Regions from separate parts of the Mus musculus genome. Here regions 1 and 3 are each linked to region 2. The links are chromatin contacts, called in public promoter capture Hi-C maps. All regions are on one chromosome and are shown on one strand. The core of a region is the stretch at or near the end of the contact, and the rest is flanking DNA. Distances in the headings are between cores, read along the strand shown. Region 1 holds the start of Fbxo27 (F-box protein 27). Region 2 holds the start of Zfp850 (zinc finger protein 850). Region 3 holds the start of Egln2 (egl-9 family hypoxia-inducible factor 2).

The links. Promoter capture Hi-C pulls out the DNA fragments that hold promoters and counts their contacts.
Region 1: a promoter capture Hi-C map of liver shows a contact between it and region 2, with 3 times the contacts expected there. The contact joins the promoter of Fbxo27 here to the promoter of Zfp850 in region 2.
Region 3: a contact with region 2 is called in a promoter capture Hi-C map of pre-B cells, with 3 times the contacts expected there. The contact joins the promoter of Egln2 here to the promoter of Zfp850 in region 2. A contact is called at or near these places in 2 of 39 promoter capture datasets (cranial neural crest and pre-B cells).

Annotation. Positions count from the first base shown.
Region 1 is chr7:28,690,824-28,694,798 of GRCm38.p6, forward strand. It overlaps Fbxo27 (F-box protein 27), which reads left to right and starts at 2,321. Exons shown (of 5, transcript NM_001163702.1): 1 at 2,321-2,827; 2 at 3,908-3,975. The coding sequence starts at 2,473.
Region 2 is chr7:28,012,814-28,016,838 of GRCm38.p6, forward strand. It overlaps Zfp850 (zinc finger protein 850), which reads right to left and starts at 1,302. Exons shown (of 6, transcript NM_001254951.1): 1 at 1,203-1,302.
Region 3 is chr7:27,165,108-27,169,192 of GRCm38.p6, forward strand. It overlaps Egln2 (egl-9 family hypoxia-inducible factor 2), which reads right to left and starts at 1,695. Exons shown (of 6, transcript NM_053208.4): 1 at 1,577-1,695; 2 at 1-621. The coding sequence starts at 391. It overlaps Rab4b (RAB4B, member RAS oncogene family), which reads right to left. Exons shown (of 8, transcript NM_029391.2): 8 at 3,326-3,697.

The DNA of each region.
Region 1 (3,975 bases), core at 1,071-3,570, 680 kb after region 2:
GAGTTTTTAATTAGTTGCCCAAGACAGACAGACAGACAGACAGACAGACACACAGACATACCACACATTAAACACAAGCAGACACACACAGAAACAGACATGCACACAAGTTGCTTATCATGTCTGCCTATTTTATTGGTCATGTGTCTCCCTCTATAAACCAAGCTCAGTGCGCAAGCACAGAAGCCAGATATAGTTTTCTTTGTTGATACTTAGTAGCATGCCTCCTGCTCTCGTTGATACTTAGTAGCATGCCTCCTGCTCTCATTGATACTTAGTAGCATGCCTCCTGCTCTCGTTGATACTTAGTAGCATGCCTCCTGCTCACTGGACAGAGCTGACAAACAGGTGAAAAGGTCAGCTCAGGGACATTGGTAAGGTCCTGAAACACTTGCCCCTCCGGAGGGGAGAGGCTAATTAACATTCCTCTGACCACGGGGCAGGAACCGACCTGCAGGTAGGGACACATTCCGCAGGACGGACTACTGCCCACCTTCAGACAAGGGATGTCCTTGTTACCTCATTCGCTAAAGACCAATCAGTTTAAAGGGTGCACTGTTCTGCCAGTCATATTGTGCCTAGTTGCTGATGCTCTGCCCCTGGAAACCATATAAAAACTCCTTGAATGGATGCTGGGGGTCACCACCTCTCCTTCGGGTCTGGGACAATCCCAGTGCACTGGAACAATAAATTCCTCTTGCTTTTTGCATCGATCCCAGCTCCACGTGGTTCACTCAGGGGCTCCCCGGAGTCTTACACAGGTTAAAATAAAAGATAAACAGGGTATGGTGACACTTGCCTGCAATTCCAGTTCTCCAGAGGTAGAAGATCAGTGTCATGCTTGGCTACTTAGTGAGTTCAAGGACAGCATGGGCTCTACCTGAGTCTCAGTTGAAAAGTAGGGCTGGAGAGATAGATGGCCAATTTCCCCAAAGGACCTGGGTTTAACTAGCATCACAGGTGCTCTCGACCACATGTAACTCCAGTTCCAGGGAATCCTGAAAATACCTCCTCTGACCTCCCCAGATACCAGGCACAAACATGGTGGAGACATAAATGCGGGCAAACCTCCATACACATAAAACTATTTTTTTTTTTTCGAGACAGGGTTTCTCTTTTAGCCCTGGCTGTCCTGGAATTCACTCTGGAGACCGGGTTGGCCTCAAACTCATAAATCCACCTGCCTCTGCCTCCCAAGTGCTGGGATTAAAGGCATGCGCCACCACTGCCCGACAGAGCTGGTCATAGTAATACATGTCTTTAGTCCCAGCACTCAGGAGGCAGAGGCAGGCAGGTCTCTCAGTTTGCGTACACAGTGAGTTCCAGGCTAGCCAGCCCTACAAAGTGAGACCCTGTCAAAAAAAAAAAAAAAAAAATCTGGAGCTAGACCCACTCACTAACACTACTAGTCACTTAGGAAGGTCACGGCCTCTAAGAGCCTCGGTTCCTTTTCTGTGTTAAGATGTTCGGGGAGCTGACGAGATGGCTCATTTCAAAGGTCCTGAGTTCAAATCCCAGCAACCACATGGTGGCTCACAACCATCCAGAATGAGATCCGATGCCCTCTTATGGTGTGTCTGAAGACAGCTACAGTATACTTATGTATAATAATAAATCTTTGGGTTGGAGCAAGCAGAGACTCAGCAGGTCGATCAGATCGAGCAGAACCTACCAGAGCAAGCAAGGCTGACCGGGGCAAGCAGAAGTTCTAAAAGTTCAGTTCCGGACAACCACATAAAGGCTCACAACCATCTGTACAGCTACAGTGTACTCACATACATAAGATAAATCTCTTTTTAAAATGTGCTAAGTTGCCGAAGTTCGAAACTGTAAGCTTCAGCTGATGCTTTCGATTAGCGGGGTCATTGTTGTCCTCTAGAGCCTGCTTTTTCTTGTAAATCGCGGATGACTGGATGATTGTCTGGGATTAAGGTCACGGACTGCACAAGGCGTTTAGGGGTGGAGCCTTCCACTTGGATGCCTACCCGAAATAATAGTTGTTACCAGATGCCAGGCGTCCACTGCGGATTTAGGGTCACTCCAAGTGTTGGATTGGTTGCTGAACCGCTAGGACTGTGCCAGAGCCCTGGCCTAATCTGTGTCCTCAGGTGGATTCCTAAACTGTCCACCAGTCCTAAGCCGGAAGGAGGTGGGGTCTGGATCCACAGGGCTGGACATTCGGCGAATCTCAGAGAGGTTTCGCCTGGGAAGGATAGTATTAGGCAAAGCTATAGCTATGCGGTCCTCCAGGCCGCGAAGGGGAGCTGGCAGGGGTGCCGGTGAGCACCAGCGGGCTGGGAGGAGGGTAGGCTTTGGGGACAGAGAGGCGGTAAGGGACGTGGGAGACAGTGGATGGCTTCGGGGATGTTAGTCTCGGGGTGGACGGCTGCAAAGCCTGGCAGCAGAGGCTGCTAATCACTAACATCTAACCCCTCTTCTCCTGCAGTCCCAGCCAAGCGGGGCGCGGGGACCATGGGTGCCTGGATATCCAGGACCCGGGTCCCGACGCCGGAGCCCGACCCCCAGGAGGTCCTGGACCTGAGCCGTCTGCCCCCGGAGCTGCTCCTGCTGGTACTGAGCCACGTGCCCCCGCGCACGCTGCTGATGCACTGCCGCCGAGTGTGCCGCGCCTGGCGCGCCCTGGTAGATGGCCAGGCCCTATGGTTGCTGCTGCTGGCCCGTGACCACAGCGCAGCGGGCCGCGCCCTGCTGACACTAGCCCGCCGCTGTCTGCCCCCTGCCCACGAAGACACGCCCTGCCCGCTGGGCCAATTCTGCGCACTGAGACCGCTAGGACGCAACCTCATCAGCAACCCCTGTGGCCAAGGTGAGGCGCTGAGAAGGCGGGGCCTAGAGGAAGCCTAGGGGCGGGACCAAGAGAGAACTGTAGCACAAAGGGCGGGGCCCCAAGAATGCTAATGGACAGAGCCAAGAAGGAATCCCCCGGAAGGTATTAAGGGCGGGGTCACGGGATATTTGTAGGCTGTGAGACCAGAAGGAAACCAGTGAGAGGATAGGGCGGAGTCACAAGGTATGAAATGGGCGGGGCCTAGAGTTAAACCAAGAGGCAGGTCTACAGATGTAGCAGAGGGAGGGGCTAGAAGTGGGGTCACACTTGACCCAGTTAGAGTAGCTGGAATCACCTGACCTACATAAGAGAGCGGTAGAGGGGACCAAACAGCATATCTTCTATCTGAGAGACAGGATGCACAGAGAGGCACCAAGAGCAATTAAAATCAACACATAAATATCTTTTGTTTCATTGGCTTTTACATTTTAACAATTTATTTTCGTCCCTGCGCCTGGAGTTTCAGGAGACTAAGCCTCATGGCTTGGGAGCTGGGAACTGACCCCAGGTCCTCTAGAAGAGCAGTTACAAATTTTTAAATTTTGTTAGTATATTTTGTTTTTGTTGTTGTTTTGCTTTTTGTTTTTGCGGGTTGGAAAGATAGCTCAGCGGCTAAGAGCTGCTCCTCCAAAGGACCTAAGCTCAGTTCCAAACACTCAAGTGGAGACTCACAACCATCTGTAACTCAAGTCTCAGGGAGACCACCCTTTCTTCTGGCCTCTGGAGAGAGGGCATATATACATAGTCTGCAGACATAAACTTTTAATTTTTTAAAATTATTTTGGTGTGTTGTTAAAAGGCTCAAGTCTCGCGTACAGGTGGTAGGTGCTCAGCGGCCAACTTTGTATCCACAGTTCTCTCCTTGTATTTCTGCGTGAAGTCTGATGATTAATTAGGCTAAAGTTTTCCCACTGAGCCGTCCTTCCTGCCTGCTCAGGTTTCCGATTCTTTTCAAACCTGAGGGGTGGAGGAGGGGCGGCGCAGCTTCAATTCGACCACATTCCTAAAGCCTTTGCGTCCCTGGTACTGCGATTGCCTCTACTGTTTTTTTCTCTACAGAAGGCCTGCGCAAATGGATGGTGCGGCACGGTGGGGATGGATGGGTGGTGGAGAAGAACAGGAAACCT
Region 2 (4,025 bases), core at 52-2,551:
TCTGAGATTAAATGTATACCACGAAGCCTAGCTTTTCTTTTTAAGTCACTTTCTTAAACATCCACCAGCAATCGCATTGTTTCTCACACTCCCTTGTCCTGCTGAACACTGAGTGGAATGAACCCAAGATGGCCTCACAGAGAACAACTAAAGCACACCAGGCCCTTAGGATATGGCGGCACTGCACTAACAGGCTTCACCACAGGCATCCTACGGTTCCTGACAGGCCTGGAGAGCCTGAGGGGACAGAACCAAGATTCCAACCCGATACCACAGATCCACACTCCACGATCAATCATGGCATTGCTCATCTGGATCTGGCCAACGTTACCCATTACACACACACACACACACACACACACACACACACACACACACTCAGAAAATCACTAGCTTTCAAAGATGCCAAATTCAGTGCTATCACTTTCCCACTGCCATAATCCTCACAGTGAACACATCATCTATCCCCGACATTCCTGGCCTGCTTTGAAAACAAGGCCTGTAAGGATCAAAGGATCGCATCTGATATGCGATGCCATCCAAATAGAAATCGATTTATAAAATCAGAGTTTGAGAGACCTAACGATAACCTCTGGAGGTTTCTACCTAGAACATCTTAGGAAAAGGGTGATTGTAGAGAAGAAAAGGCGGGGTTCATTGAAATGATAAGGTGAAGTGGAAAGGGAAGGGACAACGTTATGGGCCCCAGAGGTGAAGGTATCAATTTTCACGTTCCTCCTTCATTTACTGATAATTCCACGAGATCTCAGACTATATCCGAGAGCATCCTCACCGAGCATTTTCCTTCACGTCCCTCAACACTCTCATGGCTACAGCTCTGAGAAACTTCGGGTATTCAACCCAGAGCAGCCCTCCTAAGCGACCCTCGGAGGCACTTCCGGCCTTAAAAGCACCTCCCAAGCTCGTGTGTACCTCAGGGAAAGCTTCCCTTCAGACTCCGCACCTGACTTCTCCTTAGTGATGCTTAGCCCTCTGCTCCAACCCCTGTGGCCTTGAAAGAAAATGATAAGCACAGTGACACAGATGAGCAGAGAGCTCAAGGTGTGTATACACAGAGAGACGCGCGCGAGCGCGCGCCCACCCACCCACACAAACACACGCTCACACACGCTCACACACGCCCGTACGCGTCAACATCTCCATTCACCCTACACCAGCGCCCACACCGATACCCAGCCCACCTTACTCTGTGGAGACCGAAGCCAACCAGCAATTTCTTTGGACCAGAAAGATCAGACCTTCCGTGTTGGTGGCACCGGGATGCCAAAGACCCTTGGCGGCGTCCGGAGCTATGTGGAGCCTTCAAGAAGCCCGGCGTTTCCGAAAGGTCCCAGCATGCAACTTAGCCCGGCCCATCCGGGAACTGGGCCCAGTGGCTTGTGGGAGTTCCCACGGTGGGGGGGCAGGGGGCTCCCCATGCTTCGAGGGGAGGCTGCCTCCTGGGATCAAAACGGAGTTTGGTGTTCTGTGTCTACCTGATTTTCCCTCCTGTGGCGTGGACGGACGAGCGGAAATTTTAAAATTTAGAATAGGAAGTAGATCAGATCGGGACGGACGCTTTGCCTGAGTCCCACTCAGTGGGATTCCACTACGCTGTGCTCTGCTAGGGACTATGGTAAATTTGAAAAGACCGAACTAAAGAATTGGTTGGTTTCTAAAGTTGGGTAGTTTATATTAACGATTTCAAAGAGCCAGATATTCTGGACCCTTCCAGGGTTCGGTGTCCCTGTTGACTAGATAGAAAAAATTGAGTGACGACTACATCTGTATGTATCACCAGAACTGTGTTCAATAGGCAGTCATTTACCTCCTGTTGGAGGATGAATGACTAGCACGCGTTAAGTGTCCTAAAAAACAAAAAACTAAAAAACAAACAAAACACAAACCCAAAACATAGGCCTCTTTTTTATAGGATAGACACATTTATTGTAACTTGACACTATGGAACTTTCGAAACCACTTTTGTTTTTTCTCATGTTATACAAAGAACTTTTTCCAAACATGATAGAAAGAAATTGTGAAAAGGCTAAACAATCCTAGTAATAAAACTAATTGCATTAAATGTACTGTAAATTATGTAAATGCTAAAGTATAGGTGCCACATTAATTTGCAGATAAGTGTTAACTACAGAAAATGTGTTAAATATTCTAGCCGATTCAAAGTGACCATCCTCACAATAGTATTAAAAAAAAAAAAGACTTAAGTCAACTTTAAAATGGAGGCAGTTCTGGGGGCAAAGAGCATCGCCAGTACTAACAGCAATAACAGAGACAGCAAGTCATCAAGTGAAAATATCCTTGGCTGGGCGTGGTAGCACATGCATGTGACCCCAGCAATGAGGAGACACAGCCAGTGAATGTCTATGAGATGAGGCCACCAAGGACTATTTAGTGAAGACCTGTCTAAAAAACTAAAATAAACAGTATGCGTGTAATACCACACCTTCAAAACATGAGGGGAAACGTCCAATAGAGAAATAAGGAGAAACAGCCAAATCCAGCATTGCATACAAAAGTTTTCAGTCTCAATAACTGATAGAAGGAATCCAGAAAAGCAACAGGGCATAGATGATTTAGACAGCATCATCAGCTATGAATGCAGACAGAATAAAAATCAAGACAATTAAACTTTAATGGAATCAGGGGGCCTTGAAGGGAGGGTGTTCTTGTATACACACTCCTGGCAGAAATGCCCGTTACCTGGAGATGCTTCTGTTTAAAGCTTCCCTTTTTATGCTTTTTTTTTTTTTTTCGGGGGAAGGGGAAAGCCAATACCTTATATATTTTGTACTGCACTTTTAAAAATGAAAGACTCCATCTATTTTAAGGTATTCCTTAAAGGTGACCATAGGCATGTGTTGAGAAATCCCCTTCCTGATGGATCCTCTCTTCACACCCATCCTCTTCTACATCTATCCTGTGAGTGAGCCGCCCCTCTCCACAATGAACATGGATTTCCATACTTCTGCCATGTTCTTACATGGGTTTTGTGTGTGTGTGTGTGTGTGTGTGTGTGTGTGTGTGTGTGTGTGTGTGGTTGCCTGGTTTAGGTTTCAGTTGGTTGGGTTCAGTTCTTTTTGAGACAAAATTTCTCTGTTTTTCCTTGGTTGTCCCAGAACTCTCTCTGTAGACCAAGCTGGACTTGAACACAGAGATCTGCCTGCCTCTGCCTCCCAAGTATCTGGTTACTACAGCAGCACTGTGGGTGTTCCCTGGTCTGCTCATGACAATGGATGAAGGACCCTCTGGGTAGCACTCGGATTTCACACCCTTGGCTGGATCAGCAGGGCAGCTACAGAGCCACGTCTCTGGGGGAACCATGCACCCACAACCACTACACAGACAGTGCTGCCACAGTTGCACTGGATGCTGCAGTAAGCATCTTGGATGAGTCTGTTCAGGGCCTTCGTCCCATTAAACCCACAGGAGCTGCTGAGCTTGAGATGAGCAGTGCAGAAGGCTCACCAGACCAAATCCAAATGGAGTCTCTCATTCCATGTGAGCAAGCCATTTTGTGACTCTCCTCCAGTAGCTCCTTTTTCCTAGACTCCTTCCATAAAACTCCTAGCTCACTCTCCATATGGGCTCCCAGTTAACAGAGTCCTTCCCTCTCGCCTGGTGTCCAGGAATCGGACGGCCTGATTGCAAGCACAGGTTGTAGACTGCCTGTCAGTCACACGGTACAGAACATCTCCCTGTAACAGGTATAAGAAGGGACACTCGTTCACAGTTCAGGGTGTTACAATGCATACTTTTTTTTCTTTTTTCTTCTTAGACACATGTTTTTTTTTGTTTTTTTTTTTTTTTTTACTGTGTAGCCCTAGCTGTCCTGAAACTCACTCTGTAGACCAGGCTGACACAGAACTCAGAGATCTGCCTCCTCCAGTGATAGAATTAGAGACATGAGCCACCACCACCTCTCCAGTGGCACACACTTTTAATCCCAGCACTCAAGGAAGAAGCAAGCAGATCTCTGAGTTTGATAGATAGACTTGTAGTAATGT
Region 3 (4,085 bases), core at 445-2,944, 850 kb before region 2:
GTGAAGGGGCATCCCCACCATCCTTGGCCCACTTCCGTTTGGGGGCCTCAGGCCGGGCACCCTGGGCCGCCAGTCGCTGGCACTCCTTGGTGACCAACGCAGCAGCACCTTCACTCTGCAGTGGCCAAAGCTCACCACCATCCTGCCCACCAAAGCCCTCCCGCAGGGGACTGGCAGTGGTCGTAGTAGCAGTGGCTGTGGTTCTGGGGGTCCCATTGCCAGCCGAGGCCTCCCCAGATGCTCCTGGACGGTGATAGGCCGGGAGCAGAGGGCAGGGCAGGTAACTCTCCACCCCCATTCTGGCTCGGCTAGACTCCAAGGACTCTGACACAGACCCTGGCAACTGAGGGAGAGCTTGATTCAGGGCCTGCGGCTGGCACGGGCTGTCCATGGCAGCAGTGTCTTCATCCCCCGGGCATGGAGGGCACGGCCCGGGCCCATGGTGCCACCCTCCTCCGCCTCCTCCTCCTCCACTTGATGCAGCCCGGGGCCGCTGGGCCTCGTGTGGGGCAGGGTGAGGCAGGGCAGGCAGCAGGGGCTCCTCTAGTGCTCTGGGGGTGCTCGCTGGTCCCCAAGTCCACAGTTGTCTCTAGGAGCTTGAGAAGGGACTGATGGGGGTGGCTGGAAAAGAGAAAAGGAAGAACTTAAAAGAAGTCAAGAGACGAGCAGGTGGGAAGGGGTGGGGATGGTACCAGCAGGAAGTAGATGACAGACTGGGCCACAACAAACACACACGCACACAGGGAGACAACATGGGGCATATAACTTGGGAATTTGAGAGGGAATGTCTGGCATAAAGAGTAATAGAGAGAAAGTGCAGAGAACGTTGCATGACGGCCCAGAGAGGAAGGTGATAGGGAGACAGATATCTGTGGACGAAAAGCGACGATGCAAGTGGAAAATACAAGGTACCTGCCTGAGGTTTCTATAGAGACTCAGAGAGATGAGGAGGGAGGAGACACAGAAAACGGGAGTGTGGAATCTAGGGTAAAGTCAGGGTTGTGGGGAACCAACGGGCAATGCCACCGCGCAACATTCGCGGGAACCTAATCGCCTGGGTGGAAGATTACGAGCCAGGGCAGGCGGGGAAAACCGGGAGTCCAGGGACAAAGAGAACAGGGAGAAAAACAAGACGGCAGGGGAGCGGGAGGGCCGGTGGGGTCGACCTGTGCCCTACGGGAGGAAGCCTACTGGGGCCCGACACACACCCAGCCGGAAGGGAGGTCCTGCCAGACGGACGGACTGACGGAAGGGAGCCCGAGAGCAGAGTCCGACCCGACTGCCTTCCTCCCAACCCCCTCCGCCAGGACCCAGGGGCCGCGGGACGCCCCGGGTGACTGAGGCGGGGCCGCCTCGGCCCGGCCCCTCCCCTTGGTGGTTATTGCGCGCTCCCGTGGCCCCCAATGGTCCGCCCCACCGCGCCGGGCGCGCGCTTCCTTCCCCACCCCCAACGCCCTAGCGTGGGGTCGCTGCCGCCCGCGCGCGCTCCCGCCTCCAGCCCCGTCGCCCGCGCCCGGCCACCGGGCCTCAGACTCCTTCTCCTCCCCGGGTCTTTCCCTTCGCGCGACCTCCTCACCGAGCTTTTTCCTCCGGCCTCGGCGCCGCCGTTTGTGCCAGCCGCCCTGCGCTTCGCAGCGCGCCATACCCCGCCCCCCACCGCCCGCGACGCCCCGCCCCCGCCTCGCCCGCTGGGCACGTGACAGCGGCCCGGCCGAGGAGACTGCGCGTGCGCGAACCGCACGTTGACAGGAGGCTTAGAACGCACTGCCCAAGAAGTGAGCTGGTCCGGGACGCGAGGCTTATTTGCATTATGTGCTCCTCCCCTTCCACGCGAAAGCAGACACGCAGGTTCAGTAAAAGGCGTTCTGTGAGTTCTCAAGACGGCCCCTTGGAGAGGGGTACAAAAGAGCAGTTTCACACAGAAAGGCCCACCCCTCGGAGCCAAAAGTGTCAGTGAACTTGTCAGCTGGGTTCTTGGCATTTGCTATGCAAATGTCTCATTTACATGGGCCGCTCCTGCACACAGCCCAAGAGTATATTGAGAAATGACTGCGCAGTTAGTTGGAAAGTGTATGTAAATTCCTACGTCAGTAATTTACATAAGCACTTAAAAAAAAATAACGGTGAGTACGGGACGTCCTTAGAGAAGCGAAACCGGGTAGAACAAATGAGCAAATGTGTACTATTTGCATGACCCGCTCCTCGCTGCTCCCTCAGGGCAACTGTGGGAGTCAGATTAAAGCAACCTGGGACAGACTCACAAAGAAGACATTTGCAAAACCCAGCTCCTCTGTAGCCCAAGCGGATTTTTTGTTTCTGTAGTGCTGGAGACTGAATCCAGAGCTTCACATGTGCGATGCAAGCGCTCTACCACTAAGCTACTCTTAATATTTATACCACCATTCCGGGGAGGGCTGTGTGGATAGGGTTATTTGAATGCCCGACCCTTTCCACCAACTCCAGGGCCTAACAAATGGGCAATAAGTGGGCTTGGATACTTGCTGACATTTTGTGAGAGCAGCTGAAGCTGTCCTGAGGGGGGCTGCACCTGTCTCCAGAAGGCTATGGCTATAAAGACATCAGGGTACATTAAGTATGACCAGGAGTCCGGGTTGCACAAGAACCACAGTGGCACATGGCGAAGAATGTTCGTGTTCGCAGGCACACAGACACACACAAAGAAACAAATCTCCATCAGTGCACACACAAACCTCAGGAGCACGTGTTTTTAGGAACACAGTGAGCCACCGTCCTAGTTTGCAGACATGAGGTGGTGTACACTAAGTCAAACCAGGCACAGACTCAAGACCCCCCCTTAGATTCCCAAGTCCTCGGTCTTGATGTTGCACACAACAGCAGCCTCACCAACACAGTCACCAGGCCAGAGACTACTCACATGCCACAGTGTCATACTGCCCCATACATGTCACACACAGGGATGTCATCGCTGCACACACCACCTTTGATGGATCGTGTACTGCCACTACCATGAAGCATGTACACAACCTGGGATGGGTACATTGTAATCCCAGCTCATGGGAGGCTGAGGCAGGGAGACCTCAAATTCCAGGTTAGTCTAGGCTATAACAAGGCCCTGTGTCAAAAAGGGGGGCTGTGTGTAGGAAAAAGCAAGGACATGTATACAATGACGAACTCTGTCCTCAATGAGTACGTGAGCCAGGATGTACCTACCCCAACTTGTCCCACAAACCAAGTCCCACCACCCACAAACAGGGGCTCCTCATGCAGAGGCCTATTCATAGCTTCCATTAGAGACCACTTCGGTTTCCTCATCTCAGAATGACAGAGGCCGAAACACAGGTGTAAACAATGCTTTATGGAGGACCAGGACAGGATGGAACAGGCCTCCAGGTAATAAATAACAGACTTGCAACAGCGGGGCCAGGCAGGAAGTTGGGGCCAAACGGCCCTGGTCTCAAGCTTTGGGAGTTCTTCAGGTAGGGTTTGGGGCTCAGGGGGACTAGAGTTAGCCAAGGCAGAGGAAGCAGCAGCAGGTATGGGGTCCCCTTTCCCCTGTGGCTCAATCTTGCCCCACAGCCAGGCCCCACCAGGCCAGCGAAGGGGGATGGGGGATGGAGTAACTTTTCTGAGACTGGGGCAGATTGGGGCCTGGCCTCTTGGGGCCTGGTTCTGAGCCCCAGCCTTCGGGCAGGGCTGGTCCAGAAGAACAGGTGAGCTGAAAGAGAAGGGCATTGTGACCTGGAGGGTCCGAAGCTGGTCTCTAGACGTCTTCCTGGCCTTTGTCTGCCTGGACTCTTTTATTTTTATTTTTATTTTCCAGACCGTGCACTGTCTGACTCTGTTGTCCCTCTGCAGGTTATGTGGGGGACTCATTCTCCAAACACAGCCCTGTACAGGTTTGCATCTGTACAGGAGCATTTCGGTACCTAACTACCATGGCCCTTGCCAGGCGGTGACTCACACATGATATTCGGGACTGGAGAGGTACAGGCAGTAGGATGGTGAATTTAAGACCAACCTGAGCTACAAAGTGAGATCCTGCCGGGCAGTGGTGGTGCACCCCTTTAATCCCAGCACTCGGGAGGCAGAGGCAGGCGGATTTC